Regions from separate parts of the Mus musculus genome. Here regions 1 and 3 are each linked to region 2. A link is a contact called in public Hi-C data. All regions are on one chromosome and are shown on one strand. Each heading gives the region's core, a stretch centred on a gene start, on an enhancer-like site or on the middle of the called end of the contact. The rest is flanking DNA. Distances are from core to core; before and after follow the strand shown.

Region 1 (2,947 bases), core at 217-2,716, 130 kb after region 2:
AGTGTTAATTTCAGGGGAAAACTGAATCAGTTGAAAGGAATATTGCTTTTTTTTTGTGACTGAAAAGGGGTAGAGCCGTGGGAAGTCATTGTTAATAGCTTTTATCTATCTAGATATATAACAAATTCACTCAGATTTTTTAAATGTTAGCCCCTTTTGGAAACCAGAAGTCCCTGTAGAAAATTCCAAACAGTTACATCCTCCTGTGCTCAGGAAGATCCTAGAGGCGCAGAACAGTTAAACTCTAGAAAACTGGACTTTATAAAAAGAATGGTGCTTACTACAGTTACGTATAGCTCATTCTAGAGTGTTCTAGAAATACATAGAATACTAGGAATACTTTCTTTTGAGTTGTAGGCCTTCTCAAACAGTTTCATTCAATCTCATGCCATGCGTCTACAACACCAGGGACCTTATCATTTCATGAGTTAACCTTTGGAGTCACCTTTATTTTTCTGAGTACTTGGTCTTTGTCATTTTAGTCAGTTCTTTAAAGGTTCGTTTATTGAGCTTTCACCAATCATTTTAACTTAAACTGTATTTATCCACCCACCTAGATTTACAGATGGACAAATTCAACGTGTTTTTAGCCCTCGAAGCGTACCCACCCTTAACTGCTTCATGTATTTTCAGTGCATTGGTCTAGGATGGTACTTATGTACCCAATACTTGGGGGAAATGGTGCATATCTTATCTGATGTTAGAATCGATACTGTACTTTGCACTTACATTTATTAAATGCATACAAGTAAACTAAGTTATCTATTATACTTATAGGTTATATGTTTTCCTCAAGACTTTAAAGAAAACCACATGTGTCAATAGTTTTGTTCGTGTCGTCGACCACTATACAGTGAACTTCAGACTGTGAGTGACTAGTGAGAAGACAGACTCTCTACAGATACTAACAGGGAGGGTCAGGTCTTGGAGCAGAGTGCCATCAGATCCCCCACTCCAAGCCCCCAGCCAAGTTTCCTCCCAGACATTCTAATGACTAAAGCATCAAGCCTACAGTCTTTTAACATAGTCTGTGCAATAGAGTTATGCTGTCTTCTGCTCATATCAAACATGGCTATGCTGTCTAAATTCCTACCACCCTGTTCCCAGTTTCCTTCTAGTTAAATAGGCATGATACTCCTTTATAAAGTTGTTCCAGCCATGGAAGAATTTTTGGGTTCTCTCATAGACATGTGGTAAGTAGTCAACACATTGAGTCTATGAATGCTGAGTCTACACCATTTTGATCTTAGCTTTGAAATCAGACTTCCACTTCAACCATTACTCCAAGACTTTCGTTTCATAGCTATTGTCTGACATCTGCCCTAGATTTGGTAGATTGCATTGCTTTGTGAGTGGTTGAGAGCTTACTAGCTGACTTGAACACGATAGTCCTCTTATGATTCACTTTTAAGGTGGAATTTGAGGATAGGCCTGACTGATATTAACCTCTCCTACAAAGAGCTGGGAACTGGCCTTCACTGCCCATCTTAAATGGTACAATTGGTCTATTTGTCCTTTTGACCAGGCCTCAGCTTGGGACTTATTTCTTTACCCTCTATTGCCCTCTAGTGACTGCTTTCAGTACTGCCTCACCCGGGGTTTATCCTCCCACTGAAACCCTTGGTTTTCTAAGGACTATAAGAACAGTTAGTTGAATCGTTGCACAGAGTAGATTAAATTACATGCTGCATTTTAAACATATATCCATGTATTAAATTATTAATAATAGATATTTAAGACTCATGAAAATGAAGGAAATCAAGATACTGAAGGTGTAAAATGTGCCATGTCAAAAAGAGAAGCAGTTTAAACATTAGAAATTTATACTAATTACTACAGGCGCCATGATTAAACATTCTCCTTTGTTAGCCAATTGGTTGCATGGAAGTCACAAAAGGCATTATCGATCATTAAAAGCAACTTTGTATTATTTACAAAGTGCATGCAAAAAGAACATTGTTTAAGTTTGTTCTAACATAACGCTATCAGGGAAAGTTAAACATATGTTATACCTTAGTTTCAATAAGGAAAATTTATAAAAAAGGTGATTGATTTAAATTTTAAAATACAGTGAGTAATGAACAAAATGTTGATTTTTGCCATCCAAAGTACTTTAGTATTTGTCATTAACACAAGTACTGTTACCTCAAACTCAAACATAATTCACACGAAGACACAAATTTACTAAAATTAACAGGAGGGTGCAGTAATACTTTGATGAGAAAGCAAATATTTTTAAGACTTACAAATAGCTGGAAGATTGAGGGAAAGGCTCAAGAAATAGAAAATTCTCGATAAAGATCAAGAAAATAGATGATTCTTCTACAAGATGTGGGGAAGCTGGCTTAAAAACAACCAAGATAAAAAAAAATCTTAGTTTTCTGTGCTTGGAAGAACACAGTAAGATGTACAGCCAACAGACACTGAACTTCCCATGGAGGAAGGGGATAGTCCTATGGAATTCTGCAATGCTGAGAACCCATCCAGAGTACTAAATTCAACTCAAAGTGCCAGGTTAGCTCTGGCAAGCACAGACCATGATGCCTGGCAAAGTAACCAACTCAAGAGGAGGGGAGCAATCCTTACATGTGTGACGAACTCTGGGGGAGGGGGGTTCTGTACTTTCTGAGATTCTAAGCAAGGAGAGCCTGGGTGAACATTAAATTGAACCCATTATTAGTAACTACCTCAGATGGCCTGGAGTGAGGGGCCAGTTCTTAGTAGTTAGTGCATGTTGTGCAACTTCGCACACCTGCCTGAGACTGGACTCCAGAAGACACCTAAGAAGCCAGAGCAAACCTGTGCATGTCTGTAATCCCTGCACTGGAGACAAAGGACACAAGAGACTGTATGTAGCCAAGGGTAGCCTTGAATTTCATGATCTTCCTGCCTTAGCCTGATGAGTCTTGCACCATCGTGCCCAATTCTGAAGTAATTGTTACTACAC
Region 2 (2,862 bases), core at 101-2,600:
AGCTCATTTACATTTCCAATGCTATACCAAAAGTCCCCCTTACCCACCCACCCCCAGGAGGAGCTAGAGAAAGTACCCAAGGAGCTAAAGGGATCTTCAACCCTATAGGTGGAACAACATTATGAACTAACCAGTAACCCTGAGCTCTTGACTCTAGCTGCATATGTATCAAAAGATGGCCTAGTCGGCCATCACTGGAAAGAGAGGCCCATTGGACAGGCTGGTGTTTTTGCTTTTAAAAACTCCTTGCTCGAAATGCTTATGCTTTAGTTCAGTCACAAATATCTGAGTGTAATCCCAGCCAGCTAGAATAAAGACTCTCTCTTGATTGTAAACTGTGTCTGCATGGTCTTCTCTGGTGGGCTCCCTATAACACAATCCTCCTTTTCCAGGAATGCTGTTTACTCCTCAAAGCTACAGTTAACAGTCTTGAATGTATTTATATTTTCCTTCTACAGACAGTCTTGTTATCATTGAGTGCTATAGGTTTTTTTTTCCTTTTCCTTTGAATATTTTAAAGTGTTTGCCACACATCTTCATCCCTGGAGTCATTCATTGAGGACATATCAGGAATTCATCAAACCATGACTGCTTTTGAAAGCATAATACGTGTGCTACTTCCTCCAAGAGATTATTATTGCTCTACTCTTGTGTACATCTTTAATCCCAGTACTCAGAAAACAAAGAAAGACAAATCTCTGAGTTCAAGATCAGTCTGGTGTACATAACAAGTTCCAGGCTACCTAGGGCTAACTACATAGTAATACCATGTCTCAAAAGTAATACATAAGTAAGTAAATAAGTAAGTAAAATGTGTCTGACCTTAAATCCTAGCTCCACAAAAATTTAACTGTGACTTTGAAGTCATTGCTTAATCTCGCTGTGCTTCAGGTTCTTTGAATGTAAAAAATTAATAATGGTACCATCTCACAGACTAAATGTGATCAAGGAAGCAAGCTGTTCCATGCAATATGATAAAGTCAATGCCACAGCTATCTTATTTTTAAGGACCAATTGGTTATTACTGTTAAGGCCATGTCTATCTATTTTAACATTAATACATGGCTATTAAATTAACAAAGCATTAAGTCATCATCACAAAGTCTTATTTGTTTAGCCAGTCAACATGTTTATATTAATATGAGATGATGGCTACATTGACACAGTGCTTAACATGCATAGTTTTGAATACTATAACGGTGATTTATTTCACTTTGTTTTATTTTCCACATAAGATTCTAACCATGCAGTTTAATCGTATGCAGTGGTAACACACTTGACCATATACCAACCTGCAGACAGTGATGCTGTAGCAGGATAGTTTCCCTGCAGCCTGGTGAAAGAAGGCCATGCTTTCTTCTCCTGAGTCATCAGAGGGATGCTTCATGCTTCCACAATAGAGCAGAGCACATCACATCTGCATTACCTCTTACCTGGCACAAGTCCACCAGAGAAATCTGTTTGCTATTCTAAAATAATATGGATATCTTCCCAGAATTAATTTCAGAGAACAGAATTGAGCATATTCTTAGATTTTTAGAGGGTCATTTTCTTCAGCTTTTTTATGGCTAGAATTTAAAGATCCTGTTATAAAAAGTCTTCAGGGAAAAGCAATTCTCTGAGAAATCTCAGTTCAAAATTACCTCATCTGAAAGCTATCTGTTACCATATGTTTGCTTGGCCTGGATTCCGTTCAGTGAGGTTCCTCCTGTACATTCTTCTGAGAGAAACAAAACTAAGAGTAGGCGGGTGCCAGTCATCAAATGCCAATGGCCTATGTCAAGTCTTATTCAGCCTTTTAAAACAACATTTAATGGTCTCTTGCTTTATGGCTTTAAACCACAGAGAAGCCAGCATGATTACAATCTGTAAACCCTGAGTCCCCATTTTGCTTTCTGTAAAAAAAAAGTTGCCTCTTTTAATCTTTGAAGAAAATCCAAAACTTCTTTGTTGTTCAAAACACAATTTAAATCTAAAATACAAGTTCTGGCTTATTTTCTTATGCCCATATTATATTTATGACTTGTTTACTTCTTGCTCCCTTGTGAAGATTAGGCCTTGTGACAGTTGAAGATATTTAATAAAATAAAACGTGGGGTACATAGTCCCTGACCCATAGTGTACATCCACTGTGAAAGAATATGGGCGATGAGGAGGGAGAAGGAGAAGACGAGGAGGGACAGGGAGAGGAAGAAGAGGATCGAGAGGAGGAGGGAAGTGACAGGAGAGGGAGAGAGGAGAGAGCATAAAACTAAAGAAATGGGTAGATGAACTAGTGCAAAATTATCAGCTTTACCCAAAAGCAAATTGATGATGGCAACATATTCATGGAAAAGATGTCCCAGTTCAATTTCCACAATTAGTAAAAATATACTGCAAAGTTTGTAAGCAATTTATTTACTTTTTATTTTAAGTGTATGGAAGTTTTGCTAGCATGCATGTTTGTGTACCATGTGTGTCCTTGGTGCTGTCAAGACCAAAAGATGCTATCAGATTTTTCTGATAATTGTGAGCTGCAGCTGGGAGCAGATTCCTGATCCTCTGGTAGAGCTGTAAGTACTCTCACCTGCTTACTCATTCCTCTTTACCCTCAACATTTGCTTTATAAAGAATTTTTAAAGATTTATACTAGTGCAATGTTGAAAAACAATGCTTTCAAACACTTATTATCGTTGATAACTAGTTGAGGTTGTCTCAGGATAAAATGCTGTATGAACTGCTATGTCTATAGTCATACTGCAGACTTAAATGCTATTATTTATTCTAAGCCAAGCAGAGAGTCAGAAGTAACTAGACAAGAGGTCTTTGTCCCTTGATTCAACTGCTTTTTCTCAACCCAAACAAAATGAGGTGCTATTAATA
Region 3 (2,906 bases), core at 164-2,663, 88 kb after region 2:
TCTGTGCTTTTAATCTCCCAGTAGAACTGACTCTTTTTAAATGTTTGGAAATTTAAACTTAGAGAGTTGTTACTCTCAATTCTAAGCATGTCTTCTAAATCTCAACGTCTCTCCTGGAAGCAGCCAGAATAAGCCACTGCCTGCTCATGTTGGCAAAATTAGCTGCATGAAACAGCATTCTGTCTCCCAGTTTAAGTTTCCATTTCACCAAGTTTGCCTGCAAAGTTGACAGGAACTGTGTAATAGCAGAAGGGAATTAAAAGTAACAGCTAAATGAAACTTGGAATTATGACTTAGTCATTAATTGAATCTTGCATGTTGTATGCCAGGCTATACTAGGTGTTCAGTAAGAAAGTGTTGAAAACATTGGGAATAACATATATATACACCGCTTTTGGCATTGATGCCTCTTCTATAAAGATCCTGCCTCTGGGCAGTGTTTTAAACGGTTCTAACTATGGTAAAAAATAAAGTATGTTTTCTCAGTGAAAGCAATCTTTTATTGTAGGGAGAGGAGAGAAACAAAAGAAAGGAGATATAAATGGAAAGAGAGAAAGGGAGAGAGAGGGGAGGAATGAGAAGAGAATACACGGTGATATTATGTTCACTACAAAACAAATCCAAAGGCTGGAGGCAGAGCTCAGCTGGCAGATGGCATGGGGTTGACTCAACATTATATGACAGTACGCCGAGGGTGTGTGTGTGTGTGTGTGTGTGTGTGTGTGTGTGTGTGTGTGTTCACTCAACACTATATGAACCTGGCTTCGAGAAATCTTACAGTCTGGGGAAGTGGAGACAGGAGCATCAGATGCTCAGAGTTACCATCAGGTATGTAGTAAGTTCCAGGTTAGCGCATGAATCGCTGACTCGACACTATGCGACAGATGGGCTTCCTTCTTCGGGGTGTAACCTTCCTCTCTTTCTACATTCTTGGCGGGAAAAACCAAGTTTGGAGAGAGGCAGAAAGCCTACATTCTTAACATCTTCACTAAGGAAGAGAGTGATGAGACCGGAAAAGTCAACTGTTGACAGAAAAAGTACTAGTTTAAAAGTTGCACTTGTGGCTGTCAGTAAAAATAAAGAGAAAAGAAAAGAAACGGCAAAGCCAGGGAGGGATGGGAATGGGTGGCGGGTGGAAGGGGGGGGGGTGCAGTAGTTGAGCAATGAAGGAAAACCAGCCACAGAGTGTTCTGTGCCATCTGTTGATTCTCCTGCTCTCTTCTCACTCGCTCCAGTAGCTTCCAACGTTTCGGGATGGACAAGGGGCATCGTCTATGGGCAGACCCACAGAAAGATGGTCTTTCACCTGCACTGAGGAGTCTCACTGGGGACCCCAGGGAGCCGCCCCGCAGCAAAGCCGCCCTTCTCGGGTCCATCCTTTTCCTCGCAGAAAGGAGGGCGGAGAGCCAGCGCCTCCCCGGCCTGGGCCCGCCCTCAACCAGCAAGCATGGATCTCCGGCTGCGACTGCCTGGCGAACAGAGGAGGAAAGCACAGATGGCTAGAACTAAGTCAGCCACCCAAGGGCACGCTGGAGCAGCTGCAGCACCCACAGGGGACACGTGCGCTCTGCGATCGCCGCCCAGGACTCTGTGAATGTCCCCAAGCGCTTCGGGGTAGAGAAGGAATTGCTGAAGAGGAGGCCGGCTGGGGCAGGATCCTTTCTCACTTCGGGGGCCCGGAGAGGGGTCAAGAAGATTGACAAACGCTCAGCGGAAAATGGGGAACTAGCCTTGAAAAGGTAGGAGTAGCGGCCAGCAGGAAGAAGGTCCCCTCGGCTCAGCCTGTCATTCATCCATAAGCAAGGGGTTCCTTGGGGCAACTTGGCAAGGCTTCCCGGGTGCCTGGAACGCTGGACCGATGTCAGTCCCACCACGCCTGGTGCTTGCCTGCGCATGGACACAGTCCTGCTCCCCGAAGATGTGGAGGATGATATGACTGCCAGACGTTCCTGTCCTGTGTGGCTCTCAGTCCCTTTCTTGTCCTTTATTATTTTTATTATTTCTTCGTGAGAACTTTTGGGTGAAGATGCTAACTTTTTTTTTCTTTCCTGCAAGCTGCCGGGTGATGTTAGGAGGTAAAAGAAAAATTGAAAAGTAAAGAACTGCAAGTCAGTGAAGAGGACATCTGCTCCCTTCTAGTTTTTCCAATGTTCATGAGTTAAACCGTTACCTCCAGAGGATTGAAGTTGTGGGAAGTGGTGGCATCTGGGGAAGGGAGCAGGATTCCCTCGCAGCCTTCCTTCAGCTGTCTCTACCCCTTCGCATGTATGAGTGGACCAGCAGCAGCAAAGGGGGCAGGGTTCTGCTTGTGGAGTCTCCTGTGGGACCAGAGTGAATGGCCCCCAGGGACAGTGCGGAGCCTCTGCCTCCGCTATCTCCACAGGCCTGGGCCTGGTCTGGAAAGTTCTTAGCGATGGGTGCCCTGGCAGGCTTCTCGGTCCTCAGCCTGCTCACCTATGGCTACCTGTGCTGGGGCCAGGACTTAGAAGAGGAGGGGTCCCTAAAAGCTCAAGTTGATGAGAGACCTGAAGCAGGCACAGCAGGCACCTCCCAGCCCCATCTCATTTTTATCTTAGCTGATGATCAGGGATTTAGAGATGTGGGTTACCACGGATCTGAGATAAAGACGCCCACCCTTGATAAACTCGCTGCAGAAGGAGTTAAGCTAGAGAACTACTATGTCCAGCCTATTTGCACACCGTCCAGGAGCCAGTTTATTACCGGAAAGTAAGTGTTACCACTTTTATGTATTACTTGGAAAACTCTTAGGCCTTTATTTAAAACTGGTTTCTAATTTAAGAGAGGATCTAAAAGTATGTGGGAAACAATCCAATGAATGAACAAGAGAATGCATGAATGAATGAATGAATGAATGAATGAATGAACAGCCCCTCGCATTAGTGTCA

What was found. Hi-C and Micro-C count contacts between places; a contact is called where the count stands out from the background.
Region 1: a contact with region 2 is called in a Hi-C map of embryonic fibroblasts, with 3 times the contacts expected there. The contact joins two enhancer-like sites. A contact is called at or near these places in 12 of 484 Hi-C or Micro-C datasets (the C2C12 cell line, cerebral cortex, embryonic fibroblasts and 4 more).
Region 3: a contact with region 2 is called in a Hi-C map of the C2C12 cell line, with 2.7 times the contacts expected there. The contact joins the promoter of Arsj here to the enhancer-like site in region 2. A contact is called at or near these places in 2 of 39 promoter capture datasets (the 3T3-L1 cell line and stem cell-derived epiblast-like cells), 1 of 15 datasets of contacts at CTCF or cohesin (the NIH/3T3 cell line), 4 of 484 Hi-C or Micro-C datasets (the C2C12 cell line, adipose-derived mesenchymal stem cells, cerebral cortex and 1 more), 2 of 115 datasets of contacts at active chromatin or transcription factors (PVALB interneurons and neural progenitor cells) and 1 of 9 other capture datasets (embryonic stem cells).

What each region holds. Positions count from the first base shown.
Region 1 is chr3:126,401,480-126,404,426 of GRCm38.p6, forward strand. The region is part of intron 1 of Arsj (arylsulfatase J); the gene reads left to right. All of the region lies in intron 1 of Gm35351 (a long non-coding RNA gene), which reads right to left. Among named protein-coding and RNA genes, the nearest start is that of Gm35351, 4.2 kb to the right of the region's middle. Within about 2 kb of position 1,467, at least 16 of the 459 cell types and tissues checked have an H3K27ac peak or open chromatin away from gene starts, as enhancers often do. A contact at or near this core is called in the C2C12 cell line, embryonic fibroblasts and tail fibroblasts, where this site is marked.
Region 2 is chr3:126,274,806-126,277,667 of GRCm38.p6, forward strand. No RefSeq gene overlaps it. Among named protein-coding and RNA genes, the nearest start is that of Arsj, 88 kb to the right of the region's middle. Within about 2 kb of position 1,351, at least 36 of the 459 cell types and tissues checked have an H3K27ac peak or open chromatin away from gene starts, as enhancers often do. A contact at or near this core is called in the C2C12 cell line, the NIH/3T3 cell line, adipose-derived mesenchymal stem cells and 2 more, where this site is marked.
Region 3 is chr3:126,362,439-126,365,344 of GRCm38.p6, forward strand. It overlaps Arsj (arylsulfatase J), which reads left to right and starts at 1,414. Exons shown (of 2, transcript NM_173451.3): 1 at 1,414-2,727. The coding sequence starts at 2,336.